Linked DNA regions of Columba livia: region 2 is linked to region 1. Evidence: chromatin contacts called from public Hi-C data. All regions are on one chromosome and are shown on one strand. Each heading gives the region's core, a stretch centred on a gene start, on an enhancer-like site or on the middle of the called end of the contact. The rest is flanking DNA. Distances are from core to core; before and after follow the strand shown.

Evidence for each region. Hi-C and Micro-C count contacts between places; a contact is called where the count stands out from the background.
Region 2: a Hi-C map of crop shows a contact between it and region 1, with 5 times the contacts expected there. The contact joins two enhancer-like sites. A contact is called at or near these places in 2 of 2 Hi-C or Micro-C datasets (crop and liver).

The regions. Positions count from the first base shown.
Region 1 is chr4:16,591,940-16,594,543 of bColLiv1.pat.W.v2, reverse strand. No RefSeq gene overlaps it. Among named protein-coding and RNA genes, the nearest start is that of TAPT1, 26 kb to the right of the region's middle. Within about 2 kb of position 1,288, at least 2 of the 3 cell types and tissues checked have an H3K27ac peak away from gene starts, as active enhancers do.
Region 2 is chr4:16,997,818-17,000,421 of bColLiv1.pat.W.v2, reverse strand. The region is part of intron 1 of LDB2 (LIM domain binding 2); the gene reads left to right. Among named protein-coding and RNA genes, the nearest start is that of LDB2, 13 kb to the left of the region's middle. Within about 2 kb of position 1,296, at least 2 of the 3 cell types and tissues checked have an H3K27ac peak away from gene starts, as active enhancers do.

The DNA.
Region 1 (2,604 bases), core at 39-2,538:
ATGCAGGAGACAATCTGGTATTATGATTATAATTATACTGTAAGTATCTAGATAGTGTATCATGAAAGCAGATCTTTCAGTTTCATGTACTTGCTGTTTCAATCATGTTCTCTAACTGAGCTATATTTGAGATTTGATACCTTGGCCATAATCTTTTGCACCTAGGACTCACTACACTATTGCACGCAGTATATAGCTCATAAGAGAGGGACAGTTTTACATAGACTGACTTTGTCTCCTTTTGCCATCTCCCAGTTGCTCCTGCTTTCCTGTATGGCCACATTCTGACTATCAGCAGCTGGGGAAAAAACTGTCTTCTCACCACACGTTGGTGCACCTTGTAGAGCAACGCTTTGTTCTTTTCACAGTGCTGGTATTATATACTAACAAAGTATATCTAAATTCACAATAATAACAGTATCTCATCAAAAGCTGTTTCAGTAATAACAGTAACAAACAGGGGCGGGCATTTCATGTAAATACGCAATCTCTTAAATTAAACTGCTCTTCAGAAAACATTGCATTTTTTTAGAGATTCACAAAACAGAGTTCCCATTTAAGAAATCTCTGGTCATTAGTATACAGGATTCTGAGGAAATTTCAGCATAGACATATCAAAGTTTCACAATTGTTGGGGTTTTTCCACAATGGGGCAATATCTGCTGTAGGCCCTTCATTCATCCTCCTGCCAGCTGCTTTATTAGCCATTTTAACTGTCGGGGTGCAGGACAAACAGGCCACCAGAGACTGGCTGAAAGGTAGGCTAAGTAGCTGAATGAAAGGGGGCTGGAGAAACAGGGAAGCATAAAGCAAATACCTAAAAAAAGTTATTTAAAAAATCTTGCTCTGCTTTTCTTTAAAGTAAAAAAAACACTGTGGGAACTACTGGGGCACTTGTTCTTTTTCCTGAAATGAAGACCCCTTATTTTCTGAAAGGCTGGAGACCAATGAAATCAGCTGTACTTGTGGCCTGAGCAAAGACTGCCTCTGTCCTAGGAATATTTTTCTCTGCAAGTTTTAACCAAAGCTGGTATAGACTTGTTATTATTGCACAGGCACAAAGTACCTGAAAGGAGGAGGAAAAATAAGAGATCTTCTCCTGCTTCCATTACTGCTGGCTGCTGGGTCACCTTCTCCAGCCCCCTGCAACACCATGGTGGGTTTGCAGCAACCCCCTCGCCCCAGCCAGGGCTGCCCAGGGATCCTGCGTGGGGTTTCCTTCGTGCACGCCTGGAACCGCTGCGACTCTGCATTGCTAAAACCCCCACGGTCTTTACTTGCAGAGCGCAGGGAGATGCCCAAAGCGACTTCTGCGGCTTCAGAAAAAGGGCCTGATCCTTTACAGAGCGCACCAAGCCAAGTGTACTAACTGGTAGTAAAACCCGCTTTATAAGGACAGGCTTTGAAAAAGTAGACTCATCTCCCCAAAGGACAAGCCCTGTTTGAGTTCTCCTGAATCTCCGAGGCAGTGAGGCACCTCCTCGTCTCGGCAGAGCGGCTCAGAGGCAGATTACCCTGCTGCTGCACTCACACAGCTCCAACATATGTTCTTGGCTTTTTTGGCTGGAGTTACGGTTGTCTTTCCTTTCCTCTCTTTTTCTCCCCCACCCCCCACCCTTGCTCTGACTCTCACAGGAGCAATAAATGCCAGCAGTAAATATTCTCAGCCTTACAAGGATTTCAGTAAATTAAGGTTCACATCCAAGCTTTGGGCAACTTCCTGTATTCTAAATGGGATCCAAATGAAGGTTTTCCAAAGTCTATACAGTGTAATAATAATAAAAAACATACCTAAATCATTAAAATGAGTGGCAGCATTCCCTATACCAGTTCTGAGTGCCATAAATAATGTATAAAGCCAATCTGCATTATATTAGCAAAAGATAAAAATTAAAAAAGGGTGAGAGTACAAACGTTTCATTTTTCTCGAACACAAAGAAAAGCCTCCCTGCTCCTGAGCTGAGAGCTCCATCGTGTGGGTGACAGTGGATGTAGAGTCACTTCCTGGCCATCATGGTATTTTTTTTTAGGTTTTCACTCATTTAAAAAAACTTCATGAGAATATAAGCTCTTTATAGACAAATAACAGAAAACCCAAAGAGGTAAAGCAAACCACCACCACCACCCTCTGTAAGCCCCTCTGAAGCTCTGCTTCATCTCACATTTTCTCCCGAGCTGTCATTAGAAAAGGGCTAGCAATTTGTTCCCATCGGTTACAGTGGTTATAGCCTAAATAAATGATGTACACTGGGATCTGGGATCTGCTTTGTGTCCCCACTCATGAGCTGAGCGTTGCCCACAGTGCCTGCCAGGGTGGGTGCGTGGAGCCTCCCTGCCCTCCCCACTGCAGCATGATGCCCACAGGAGCACGACGGGCTCCCACGGAGCCAGCTGGGCTTTGGGCCAAGTGCTTTGCGGAGACATTGACGCCAGACTCCGTTCATGGTTCTGTCCTGGTTCACTTCACGCCACTGTGAGGAGGAGCCTTGTGATAACTTTTGGTTCAGCTCAGCCTGAAAGGGGTCAGGGCTTCCTGCAGGTTCCCTGGGGGTGACCCCCCACGGCACACAGCCCGACCTGGGCTCAGGAGCCCATGCTGTGCCG
Region 2 (2,604 bases), core at 47-2,546, 410 kb before region 1:
CCCAGTGAAAAGCTGGAAAGGAGAAGCGATTCTCAGGAAAGAAGTGGCATCCTTCTCCTCTGAAGCAATGACTGTTCCCATGAAATTGATCAGCATTACTGCAGCTTGCCAAGCCTCTGTGTTACTGCCACTTGGGAAAAGATTACAATGTGCACAGCATGTCACAAAGTAAAGGTGGCTTACAGATTGGAGCTAGCCACCTACTTGGGGAACACATGTACCTGCATAGCTTTTCCTTAGTCATATAGAACAGAATGCATGACCAATACTAGAAAGGCCTATGAGAAGACTGTAGTCTTTTCAGTGTTACCCTGTGTCCACAGGTTATTGATCCAGGTAATTATCAGTAACCAAATAATTTTTGTTCTAGAGTAGTATGTCCAGATAGAGACCTCTCTGGTGCATGTTGGGTGGAAAAACTTATTTTAATGTAGCTGTGTCAGTGAGTCTTACCTATATCAGCAAGAACATGTACCAGAATAAGCATAACGCTGGAGCCGTTGCACTCTATTCTGGTTGTTATCCTCTTTGGATGAGATGAAATGGAAAACCGGGGTTCTTACAACCAGGAGGTGTCCCCTGTCCTGTGAACATAGTTCATGTGTAGGAACTCTTTGCCCCAGAGCCTTTCCAGGTTTCAATGGGTAATTATACTCTACCTGTCCGAATGATTTCTGCCCTGCTTGTGAAAAGCATCCCTTCCTTTCTCTTTGAATTGCAGCACATTGTTCTTTAAAGCAGATGTAGCATTTCTATGTAATTTTAAATCTCTCCCTAACTAAGGCCAGTATTTATTTATTTTTTGTCCTCCTGCCACACCCTAGAGTTTTTGTGGAGGTGGTTTTGTCCACAGCCAACATTATTTTCTTGTAATGTAATGCAGCAGTTTTATGAAAATCGGTCCTCTTCGAGTGCTGTTGCTTTAGGCCTTGGTCACTAGGTGTCACTACTGATCTAGGAGAAACACAAAGCTTTGTTTCCATTTTTGTTTTAAATTTGTACAAAGCAGAAAATCATTTGTATGTAAGAACTTTTGTATTGTCTATAAAAACTCATACCTATGGACTCCATAGCATAGTCGGTAAGGAGTCATTGTGTTCCCCAACTTCAGGAAAAAGTCTGCTATGCAATCCTCTTAACTACACAAGGAAGAGTTAGTATTTCTTTTTTCCAGTATGTTAGCCGTTTTGAATACAGAATTATTTTAGTTACTGTTTGTATACAGCACCATAACTGTAAAAGGGACAATATTTTACTTTTTTTTGAAAGGAATTAAAAACCCCTAGGTTGTAACGGATTAAGAAGTCAGTCTATACATGCAAAAATCAATTGTCAAAGTACACTTCCTTCTTGGAATTTCATGTGGGGTGGGGCTTCTGGATTCCTGTTCATGTGTTACAATCAGTAGTCAGAAGGATTAATCAGCCTACACAAGATATGTGGCGATCATAAGCAAGGCTGGAAATTCAGACTCAAAACCTGATTAAGTACTGAATGGTCTGGCCTTTTACTGTTGTATGTAGGAGAAATATATTTGAATCTGGACATAAATCTTCTTCACTTGTCCACTGATAGCTCTTGGTAAATGTGAGACACCATTTTGGAATGTATGCTACTATTCCAAGAAAATGAACTTTGGCCTTTTAGTGAAGGAAAACCTGTTTCCTCTGCTGCAGTGCTGTATAAACATCTCCTACTCATGTCTATTCTCTGCTCTTGGGATTCAACAGAGCCTAAGAAAAATATTTTAATGGAGACTGATTTCTAACCCCTGCTGAACACCTCGAGAAATAAAAGTCTAATGATTACATTCACAATTCTTCTCTTCTAATCATTTAATGATCAGCAATTGACAGCAAAATTCTCCACTTGAGGGGAAAGGCCGAGGGGTAAGTGATCCCTTCATGGAGGAGACTAAATATGTGTTTTGTCAGTCTCTCTCTATTTTGTTTTTTTTAGGAAAGCAATCGTGTATGTGCCTGAGACACTTTGTGCTGATGTTGGGTGAAGGTGGCCGTGTAAGCTATCAGTGGTTTCATTTTCTTGACCTGGGAGTGGCAAGTTTTCAAAGAGAGGCCAATGGTGGTTTAGCCCTGACTGTTGAAGATGCTTTGGAATACAAAGATATCTTCATGGCACAGAGGAAAGAGCTCAGTTTTCAGCTCATTGTGTTCTACCTGCAATGTATGGCTACAGTGCTTTAGGGGATTTTTTTTTTTTTTTGGCTATTCAGGAAAATTATCCCCAAGCACTGCTGAAGAGGTATTAAAAATATTTTATTTCTGCAAAGCCTTACCAGAAGAGGATGACTTTATTTGTCCTGCTACTTCATCAGCTAGCTCAGAGCTGATGACTGCTAACAGACTTGTGATTATACTGTTAATAAAACAGTTTCTGGGTAAAGGTTTTCCTGGCTTGTCACTGAGTAAATCTGTGGGTGCCTGATAGGTACCTTTGCTTATGCACAGAGTCCTCATTGCTTGATTTTAGAAGGCATCACTCAACTTCCCTATTGCGACATTGGGGCTGGAAAAATGATTTAATACTACACCTTTCTGAATATTAAAATGTAGAGTTTTTTTCTAGAATCACAGGTTCATATCT